2 separate regions of the Zea mays genome follow, and region 2 is linked to region 1. Evidence: chromatin contacts called from public Hi-C data. All regions are on one chromosome and are shown on one strand. Each heading gives the region's core, a stretch centred on a gene start, on an enhancer-like site or on the middle of the called end of the contact. The rest is flanking DNA. Distances are from core to core; before and after follow the strand shown. Region 1 holds the start of LOC103627801. Region 2 holds the start of LOC100193673 (Adenine nucleotide alpha hydrolase-like superfamily protein).

Region 1 (5,706 bases), core at 1,999-4,498:
GTTCTTGTAGAGGTCATAAAATCCTATAAGAACAGTGATTAATGACATCAAGACATACAATGCTCTGGCAAGAGGGCACATCCATGGCCGATATATCTTGCAAAACACCGGATATGACTGAAGAAATATAACCCACGATGGAAGGCCATACTCAAGTAGCGTCAACAGTCTGACGTCAGATAGTATGACTTCTTTCAGTCCGAATGGAAGGTCATGATCATCAAAGCGGAAGCAGATCAGTACATCCTTATACGTGCTAGGCTCCAATAGCGGCTTAGCATTCTCATTATCACTGTCACATGATGAACACGAAGATGACGAATGTTTTGGCGAGGCCACAATTTCTGTGTATGATTCTTCAGTCGAACTACTTCCATCATCTGATTTTGTTATTTTTCTTCTCTTGTAAGGTCCAGAGCAAGGAGGTGTAGTGTAAGATGAGTCTGTGAAACCTGATGACTCTCTGATGATTTGAACATGGCTAGAATCATCACTATCACTTGGTAAATTCTCACTATCCCATTCAGGTGTTAAGAAATCATTTTGAGCATCATAAAATATATCTCCTGTACATCAAGGATATAAGTCCTTTGTACTACCAGCAATGAAGAAGATAAAAGAGAAAGGGTTACTATTGGTGCTTTTACCGTTAGAAGAGATGTTGGTCAAATAATCCTGTAGGAGCTGACATTCAAAAGGATTTCCAGAGAACCAAGAAGCGATCAATGTTGAAGCTTGTTTGACACTATCAAACTCCCATCTCTTCATTATTTTAGACTCCACAACCATTGATGTATCCGTCTACAATGATAGTAAAAGAAATAAGTTTGTGGCTTTGTGCTATCAATTTAAAGTCATCAATATGATCTCTCTAAACACTACCTGAAGTTCATTCAAATAATTGATGCCACGCACATCAGCCCAGTCTACCTCAAAAATGATAAAACCATATAAAGTCTGATGAAGCTCCCTGTTCAGTATGCGGGCATCCTTCAACTTATTTACTTGAAGCTTCTTTTCCCGCATAGCGTCGTCGATCAAGGAATACCATCTGGAAGATTTATTCTGTAAATGGGGAGCAGATACTGAGCTTGTTGAGTACACAAGCTTTTCATCAGTTTCATCCCTCCTTCTCCTAGCCCTAGAGTTGGCGAAAGGGGAAAACCTTGACTGGAGCAAAAAAAAAAACAGCAAGAATCAGTTTGTTAGCATCACAGTGAAACTTAAGCAAGAAAGAGATACTGCCATAGGTGTGCATAAAGCAGCGAGAACAACAGACCTTAGTAACCATCAATTGCCATAGATGAGCAGGTTTTGTATCCTGATCTAGCAACCATGGGCGATTGTCGAGCAATATAAGGAACTTCTTGGTATGAGGGCACAAAAATATTGTCAGTTCTGCAAGATATGACTGTAAATCTCTGCGTTTAAAATGAAAGAAAACCTTGTTTAGTTCCCTACTCATAATAAATAGAAATGATTTAATATAATTTACAAAGAATGTCAGGTTATCAGATCAATGTAAAAAATCATGCCCACCCTAAAAAGCATATTCCACCTTACATGAGCTGTAACAGATGACAAGAATAAACATTGAGATGTCAAAACCCAGAAACTAAATAGACAAAACCATGGAACTGAAAGTGCAAAATGCTCACCAGCACAGCACTAATTCTCGTTTGCAAATACCAGCTCCGGGAAAAAACATATCAGAAATTCAGCTGTTAACATATAATATTGAACTGCTTAGTTTTTAGCTTTTCTTTCATTTCGTCTGTGGACGCTGAAGTCCAAATGTGAGCGAAAAACTGAAAACACAGCACCTCAGAAACTAATATAGGCACACAACATATATACTGATCAGTTCACAGGACGGAAGGACACACGCAGCAGAAGCCTGGGCAGTTTTTGCTGGGACCACCGGACAGAATGCAGATTTTACTATCACTACCGGCGGTCGAACAAAGTCCATGTTGTACAAGTTGGGAGAAACGCTATGAGTGGCAAAAATGAAAAATGGTTCCAGTGCATGGCAATTCTGAATTTCTGACCATTTGTCGCTTCAACTAACAATATTTCCAACCGTGGGTTTCCTTTCCATTTGGCGACCACGCAACGCAAGTGTACCTCCCGAAACATCTACACAAGCGAATAAAAATTGCCCATTCCCCGTTTTGTGACAATTCCTGTCACTTTCCCAAAAACAGTATGTTGGAATTATCTTCTGCAGGCGGCACAAAAGCAAGCAATTCACTTCTTTGAGGCAAACGGGCTCATGCCAGTTTCCCTGCAAGAACTAGTGGTAAACTGTACACAAGAAAAAGGGGAAATGTTTTGAATTTGCACATCTATATCACTCGCCGAACATCTCTCATCCGCATAAACAACAAATCAGCATCAAAACCACATCGCATTGCAATCTTAACGACCTCACAAACAGTAAAACAACGCAATTCGCAACAGGAAAAAAAAAGAGCGCCAAAAGCATTCTGCTCCATTACTCCAGTGAGCGAGCACCAGCACCTCGCCGGCAAGCTGGCAACCAGAGGCCGGCAGTCTTATTGTGGGCAAAGAACCAACAATCGCGTGACAAAATCCGAGCACAAGAGAGAGAATTCCCCGAAAAACGTACCCGATTTGCAAGCTGGTGAGCGGGAAGAAATGCCTATTCTCGCCGGCCCGCACCATCTCGCCGCAGCAGCCTAGCTGAGAAACGGCAAGTTCTTGCATCAAACGGCAGATCAGACGCTGGAGTCCCCCAAATCCGGGTGCGAATATGGTGGAATCGGAGAGGCTTCCTCCTCAAGTACCTTCCTCGAGGTCAGCTCTGTGCTCCCATGGCGTTGTGCTTATCCGCAAGCCAGGGTGGTCAGGTACCACAGCCCGGAGTTAATGCCCGCGCGCGGGCGGTAAAGACACCGCCCGCCCGCCTCCCTTTTTCCCCACGCGGCACCAGATCGTCAATGGCTTCCCAGTTTCAACACGCCGCCGCCGCCACCGCGCGGCTGCCACGCGATGTGGAGCTCCGCCCGTGCCAGGGAGGAGGGCGGTGACCGGATCGCGGCGAGGCGCGGTGCCCTCCGCGGGAGAAGGCAGGCAGGCAGGCAGCCAACCAACCAACGGCGGGCGCGGGGGTGCGGGCCGTGGCAGCCCGCCTACCCTTTTGCTTTGGGTAACTTCTTCTGCGGTCTGCGCCCGAGACAGTTCGGATATTTAGCTGCTGATGACATGTGGGGACGATGCTTTCCCGGACCCCACTCGTCAGGCATCTCGCACTTTGTTCAACGCGGTGGCGCGTTCGGCGCGGGCGATAGCTGACGGCGCAAATGTCGACGTACCGGCACCGCGTGGCCGCGTTACTGATGGTGGGGCCCAGCTGGCGGTTTGTGTGCTTGCCCCACAAGGCAGCGTGATGCGCCTCCGCGGCTGTCGTCATCTCGTTTGGCACATCTGCTTGCCGCGCGTCAAAGCAAAGGTAGCACGACGAGCGCTTCCAGTTTCTCCCTGACGCGTGGGTTCTGGTTCTGTGGGACCACGCTCCAGTGGAAGGAGCTAGAGAAGTGAGGCGAAACTTGCGTGACCAGGCTGGGATCGTCTGCGCAAGTTCTGACGTGCGCCGTGGCCCGTGGGATGGGCCTCCGAGAATCCGAGATGGCGTTTCGGCCCGAGCGCGAAAGGAGTGCGGTGTTCGGACAGAAGCGCGGAGGTGCGGAATACCATGGGGACACGCAAGCAAACGAACGGCGTGCGCGTGACGCCTCGTGGCTCGAGCCGAGCGACAGGCAACGGAATTGTTGCTTTGCAGACCATATTGATTTTTGGCAGGCACTCTGCTAGGGAGTACTCGGTGGTACAATAAGTGCACTAGACTTTAGTTTTTCTTTCGAAAATAAATGTACCTATACCTATATATACGAATCACACAACTTGATTATAGTTGTGTTTTTCGTAGTTTTTTCTTTTTTCTCAAATACAATAAATATATGTATATTTTCACACTAATATGATTTTTACTAAATTATTAAAGGTCACTTATTATTAGACAAAGGAAGTAAAATTGATCGTAAGCTAGTCATATTACAACTCGCACAGTATGGAAATAAATACCTAGGAATGGATCCGGATGTCAGCCAAATATGATATAAAATATGTTATATAAACGTATATCCTTGTTTTTAGTATCGAGCTTATTAAGATTCATAAAACTTAAACCTTAAATTCGTTTTATATATTATTTAAATAATTGATATAAAATTTAGATGCAGATAGATTCAGATGTTCAGATATATTCAGATGCCCGTTCACCTTCTCCGTTGTATGGAGAAAATAATGCAAAAAATGTATAAAAAATATTCTTGTCTTCAACCTATGACCAAATTTATGCACATCTATGTTAAAGTATTAAATTTTTTATATAATTCGAATATTTAGGATTCATCCTATAAAGACAGCACATAAAGGGTTTTGCAATTTTCTGATGGCAAAGGCCAATCCAACAAGTGAAGGATCACATGCTTCCCTAACCTTTGTTTCACAATTAAGGGTCTGTTTGGCAAAGCTCCAGCTCCTGCTTCTTTAGCTCTAGATCTTGATCCTCGTGAGGAGCTGATCCTCCTGATTCTCCTAGAGAATCAGAATCATTTTTAAAACCGTTTGGCAAGTAAACTGATTCTTGTCTGCTGAGAGTTGGTAGTCTGTGACAATTGTCTGTTGTACCCTTTGCAGTTCAACTTTGTTACAAACCAATAAGTAGGATGCATATACGGAAAAAAATTATGAAACAATAACATATAAAATATTCCCATCATAGTAGTGCATAAAATGGTCTCAAATGTTTAATCCATAAATTGGCTCGTTATGTTTTTGTCCAATAGCAATTGCGGGTAATTTCGATCAAACTTTAAGTGGAAGTCCATATTTGGTTGGTTGAGGAGCTGTTTTAAGGGAAGGTGGAGCAGGTTTTTCTAGATCCCACATTTCTTCACAAAAACGACTCCCAATCTTTTAGTTCCACACGAGAATCAGTTTAAAAAAATACCCGTTTGGCACGGCTCCTCCAGATTCTCGCTTAGAATCAGGAGCTGGAGCTGTGCCAAACGGGCCCTAAGTTTGACAATAATATTTGTGGGAATGCATAGAAGCATATGAGAAGGTTAAGATTACTTTTGACAACAATACTTTATTGATTTATTTACTTAATTATCTTTTTTGCGATAAACTATATATACTTAACTAAACATAAACCATTTAAATATTTTGTTTGGATGGAGTAGCTAAAAAGGTGGATGAATTAGAGCTACAACGTTCCCGTTTTCTTAAGGATTTTACATAATCCGTTCGTGCAAATCTTACCGCGATCGTGATCATGACTGCAGAAAAAAGAATCAAGTGGCTTACCGAGGTCCGGACTGGCATGTTAGTACTGTTTTGGTCTCTGCTGCGAAAAGGAGGAAATGATTGAGCCCTAGGCCCTAGCTTTGCATTCTCCACATGGCGTATCCTTGGTCAAATCCAAAAGCATATCCGGCGTGTACCACGGGGATATGCCGACACTGCCGCTGCCAGATTGGGCTGGATCAGAGGTGAAGAACAAATGCCTTGCTGGATCGATGGGCCGTAGGCCACATAATCAATCCGTTTCCTACTACGGGCAACGCGGGCCCAAATAAATCACGCTGGTCCATTACTGGAGAAAGCACAGCACAG
Region 2 (5,706 bases), core at 1,126-3,625, 290 kb after region 1:
TTGAAACGTGTGGTCCCGGCGGGGCGGCAATCGCGGAACCTTGGATTGGAGCGCAAGGAAGTTGAATAATCAGTATACATGCTTGATGAAAAATGTAACCTTAAACTGACGACCCGTTTGGCCCCCGCGTCGCTCCCGCGTGCATAGAAGTGATAATAGATCAATGATCTAAATGTCCTTTCATAAAAAGTTAGGACCCGTGAATAATTTATAGTTAGATGCATTATCTATAACAAAAACAATATATGATGAAAAGTTAATATGTCTTATAATTCAGAATAATAAGATTATTAAACATTAAGTGATACTTATATATTTTTTTTTCCTAGAATTCTTGTCGGTGCACGAGAGAACGGATTATTGGACTGGTGCGGCCAATTCATTATTAGTCATCCCGTCGTGTAAAATCGAAGGTAGTACGTACAAAATATACATTGGACTTTTGGGCAGAATTAACGTGTCGGAAACTTATGTGCATGCGTGCATACGATACGCGTTAAATGAAACGTACGCGGCGTACCACATGGGTCTGCTGCTTACGTGGCGACGAAAAGCTGGCAGGAGTTGATGGTCCAATTGTCGACAATCCCCATGGAGATGTTTGGGCCTGCACCGGCGAGGCGGCGACGGCTTGGAGGCAGGCAGCCAGCATCCGTCTTCACCGAACACTATGGGGTATATATAATCCTATTTAATGTGATGTCTCTTGTTGGGTTTCTAAGAATCTAAGTGAAAAAATATAAGAGACGGACTCTTCGTAAAGAGTCTATCTCTTCACGAAGAGTCTATTTTTTCACGACTCTTTATACATGTTGTCTAATAGCTGTACTTATTATCTAAAGTTTTAGGGTTGTATTATACAGTTTTTTTAGTTATCTCTGTATTTTGAAAACCGAATTGGGTCTCAGGGGTTGACTGACATGTCTGTGTCGTCTGATTCCCACGGCCATTGGACCGAACGAGAGCCAACGAGATTTCATCCTACACAGTCCAGTTATCTGAAACTGCCTGCCTTAATGTGGAGGCCCATTCGATGGTTTGGTCCAGGTAGAGATGCAAGTGGTTCGTGGACTAGCCCATCTGTATCCCAGTCCCAGGGCCATGTGGCCTTGATAGGCGGTCTTTCTTCATTTGTTGCCGCGTCTAGTACGAGACAGCGCCTGCCAAGAAAATGTGGTACTGTTGGTCTGTTGCATATGAACCGGTCAGTACCATTGGTGTGTGACTAGACAAGAACTACAGGAGATTTTTTATTTGTGTTTCTTCTATTTTTGTTTTCTCTCTGCTGGCGCTATCGACTAGTATTAGGCTGTTGGGGACAACCGGTCCTTATTTGCAGTTACAACAGATCGTGTAAAATAGCAGATTTATATGTAGAGTGAAGTTTAAAATAAAGGATAAGGCATAGGATATGATACGATACGGTAGCTGTAAGAGACAGACTAACGTATCCTCGGATCAACGGGTATACGCTGTCATCCATACGTACGCACTGAACGCGCCTTTTCCAGGCATGTTTTGCGGTAGTATTTATTTATGCTCACATACTTGCCGAGACAAAGTTGACCAAAGCATAGATATGCAATGCACGACATCTTCGAGATGATCACTGAACACGCAAGCCTTTGCCTGCAGGTGCTAGCCAAGGATCGAGAGGTGGGGAAAAGGTCAGGGTATACGGTTCCATCCCAGCACCAGCTTGCAAACCCATCCCACCGGCCGGCCCGTGGTTTTAGCCTTGGCTAACCTCAGCAGCTACTACTGATCACGAAGCCACGTCGAGATCAACATGACGAACTGATGAACAATGAGGCAAGCCATATTCTGTTAAGAAAGCGAGAGTCTCTAGTTTGGTTTTTTGGATACCTCTCTTCCAGTTGAATTCAATGTGATTGCCCACAGGAAAGAGACCTGGCTGGGCACTGATAGATACCTCACGAACGACTGCTGCCTTCAACAAGTAGACTTGGAGACAGAAAACAGCCGAGACGCTTTACAAATTTGGGAGTCTTGGACCCAGCCACCGCTTCTTGGGCTTTCTAGACAGGTCGAGAGAGAGGCTCGGGGATGTTTACCAGCGCCATGATTAGCATGTGCAGCTGGCAATGCGCTCCCAATCGTCAGAAACCAAACCGACTCGATTACCTTTCGCCTCATCAGGCGAATAAAGCCAACCTAGGCTCCTACGAGTTGGATGCCAATTGGGCGGGATATTTGGCTCGACTCTGACTCCGACTCCGACTCCGACGATCTTTTCAACAACCTCAGAACAGAACCCGAACTCTTCCCAGGAACACCCCTATATATATAGCTGCCTCTGCGCCTCGGCCTTCCTGCACCACCTTCCTTTTCACAGCCTTCGTACACCGGAGAACCCCGCAAGAAACCTGCAGCAGGTCCGCCAGGCATGGCTGCCGAGAAGCGCACCATTGGCATGGGCATGGACTACTCGCCCTCCAGCAAGGCCGCCGCGAGGTGGGCGGTCGACAACCTGATCAAGGCCGGGGACCGTCTCGTCCTCGTCCACGTCCTCCCCAAGGGCGTGGACTCCAGCCACAAGGAGCTCTGGAAGACCACCGGCTCACGTAAGTACAACCATCTGTCGTCGTCTTTCCACTTCTTCTCTCGTCTCCATCGCAAAGATTGTCGGATGACAGCGCCGTTGATTCTGTTCCTCCTTTTTTTTCTCCTGTAATCTGCAGCTTTGATTCCTCTCTCGGAGTTCATGGAGATGAACCTGCAGGCGAGGTACGGGCTCAACCCTGATAAGGAGACACTGGAGATCCTGCGAGCTGTATCCAAGTCCAAGCAGGTAATACTTCAAGGGTTCTGCTCTGCTAGATGGTTAAGCTAGAGGATGAAAACTGTATTGTTGCATAACAACAGAACACATAGTTTGCAACTGATACAATGCAAAGTATTTTTTGTATTGAAAAAAGGCGGCACGATAGCAAGGTGTCCAACAAGAAGGGAAAAAATCCACTCAAATCCTCATATAATCTGTGTTGTCGGAAGTCAGGTCAAACATCATGAAACCATAACCTCAAATTTGATCAAGTTTAGGGTAGCTGGCCAGCCAGGAACAAAAAAATGGACCGAACACTTCCCAACTACTGTATTAAACAACCTGAAGAATTAGTAAGGGTAACTGACCAGCGGACATATGAAAACATACACCCAATAGTTCTCCTGATTTTTATATTTGGGTAAGGCTGGCTAAGGCAACAGCAACAATGTAGAAGGCACTTTTGAAGGTTACCTGCAACCTGCCTTTCATGGATCCAACTATCTACAGAATTATTTAATTTTGAAGGCAAAAAATAAAATAATATTGTATCAAATATACTATTTAGTAAAAATGTTGCTTCTATGTCGGCTTGATCAGGTGGAAGTACTAGCAAAGGTTTACTGGGGCGATGCAAGGGAGAAACTCTGTGAGGCGGTAGATGATCTCAAGGTGGACTCCTTTGTGCTTGGTTGCAGGGGCTTAGGGCCACTGAAAAGGTGAACATTTCTAACCTCTCGTCGGTCAAACTACGAGTGCTTAGTCTTTGGCTAACATAGCTCCCTAATATTTTACATTTCAATGGATCTCAATACAGGGCTCTCCTTGGGAGTGTCAGCAACTATGTAGTCAACAATGCAACATGCCCGGTTACAGTGGTGCGCGGACCAACTGGGTTGAGTGCCTGATCTTTTCTGTTTAATGTGGGGCTTTTGTAGTGCAAGGATCATTTAGTACAACTGGGTTGATGTCGTTTGTGAGGATGGTGTGTTAGCACTTAGCTCTGGTAATTAGCTTCGGTGTTATTACTTGACATCTGTTGTCCAGTTGTGATATCTGTGAATTTCATCTATTAAATCTTATCTACATATATTTATGCTTTTCTTTGTGAAATTATGTAAGAAAATTTCTACATACTATATATATGACTGTGTCACTGGTGAGTCTGTTTTTATCTATGCGCATGACAAGGCTTCCCCTACTAAAGATCAATGATTAATTCATAGGTTTCTGAAGAATGAATGACAACAAATGTAGAGGCTTTTTTTGTACAAGTTATTTTGGTTCTTAACTGGAAGTCAGGAAATAAGTGGACCCTACAGGTTGGCACTTGGTAGCTGCTTTGTTGAGGGCCCTAAAGACCTACTGACATGCAGGTTTTTATAGAATAAAGCTATTTGGCAGAAATGACACACAAACCTCCACATAAAAAATATTTATTTCCAAATGGCAGAAAGATGTGCTTTATTCTTAAATTGCATCAGTGTTCTATACAATGTGAACCATCTATTCTGCATTTTCTTGCACAAATTTAAGAGTAATAACTCTGTAATGGATACAATGTTTGCAAGAATGAGCCATCATGGAATCACATGGACCGTACTGATCAGAACATCTTACCAGTGCCATCTTTGCGTGGAACAGAATCTTCAAGATCCATTCTGCGCCAGCTCCCAGCCAAAGATGACAACTGGTCAGCCTTATCATACAACCCAAGAAGACCACCTGTGTGGATAAACAGAACTTTTCGACCTTTCCATTTGGCTGGATTGCCAGCCATGTCTTTTAGCAAACCATAAACCGCCTTCCCACTGCATTAAAATGAAGCATGCATTTTTATTCAGTTTATGACTAGCAAAGACCAAAACATAGATCCGCGTGCCAAATCTATTTCATTGATTCAGACATAGGTTGCACCTGTAGACTGGATCAAGGACAATGCCTGTTGATGCAGCTATGTCTTTGACAAACTTAAGCTCCTCAGCTGTGTTCATGGCATAGCCTAACCCCTTAGCCTGTCAAGGAGAAGTTGAAGAGAATGCCAAATGCTAATGTACTGATCAAAAAAATTTATTATGAAATGTAGTTAATATATGTAAAAACAAGTTGAGACAAGCCACTGCAGATGAACCTTTTGGAGTTAGCACACCAAAATGATTTACTATAAATAATGAAAATTCTGAACTGCACTTACATTTTCCATGCTAACTATATCATGTGAATCGAAACCAGAATTAAGTCCATCAATCAGGCCTTGGACATAGTCATAGAAGTATTCAGGGTCATCACAAACAGAGAATGCATGAACCTATCCAGCAAGAGGATATTACTCGGAAAGTTCAGTGTCAGATAATATAACAGACAAGGGTAGATCATACTTTTGTATTTAAGCTGCTCAATCTGGATCCTAAAGCAAGGCCAGCAATGGTTCCACCACTGCATGAAGTTAAATATTGTCCGACTATAAAGCAATGTCTTGCAACTTTCAGAATCTAGGCATGACACAACAAGAACTGTACACACAAAATTACCCATAAGAAGTATACCTGCCACATGCAACAACAATATCATCAAACTGAACATCAGAAGATTGCTGAATTTGCTGCTCAATCTCCCTTATTGCCTCAATATATCCCCTGAACAGTAAGATTTATAAAGATCAGGCTGCACTTTCTAAACTGAATTAATTTGTTTAAAAAAACTGACACAGCATGTGCCAGACTATTTGAAGTCCAACGCTTTACAGCACGTAATCTTGAATTCTTATTATTTTATTAACTCTGACTCAAGGCCCATAATAAATTATGTAATATTTACACACATGGGAAATTCTTACATTCCACTAGCTAGCCAGTATACTGCACCACACCAATATTGAAATGTCTTATACGTTATCACATGATTCAACATCTAATCTATAC

Evidence for each region. Hi-C and Micro-C count contacts between places; a contact is called where the count stands out from the background.
Region 2: a contact with region 1 is called in a Hi-C map of ear, with 2.5 times the contacts expected there. The contact joins the promoter of LOC100193673 here to the promoter of LOC103627801 in region 1. A contact is called at or near these places in 2 of 25 Hi-C or Micro-C datasets (ear and tassel).

The regions. Positions count from the first base shown.
Region 1 is chr5:219,304,283-219,309,988 of Zm-B73-REFERENCE-NAM-5.0, forward strand. It overlaps LOC103627801, which reads right to left and starts at 3,249. Exons shown (of 9, transcript XM_008648104.3): 1 at 2,633-3,249; 2 at 1,280-1,421; 3 at 883-1,170; 4 at 648-801; 5 at 1-566. The coding sequence starts at 2,730.
Region 2 is chr5:219,597,872-219,603,577 of Zm-B73-REFERENCE-NAM-5.0, forward strand. LOC100193673 (Adenine nucleotide alpha hydrolase-like superfamily protein) reads left to right here and starts at 2,376. Exons shown (of 4, transcript NM_001138766.1): 1 at 2,376-2,585; 2 at 2,703-2,812; 3 at 3,386-3,504; 4 at 3,603-3,918. The coding sequence starts at 2,408. The coding sequence ends at 3,693. LOC100191348 reads right to left here. Exons shown (of 10, transcript NM_001136782.1): 6 at 5,332-5,421; 7 at 5,164-5,221; 8 at 4,980-5,093; 9 at 4,703-4,800; 10 at 4,194-4,596. The coding sequence ends at 4,392.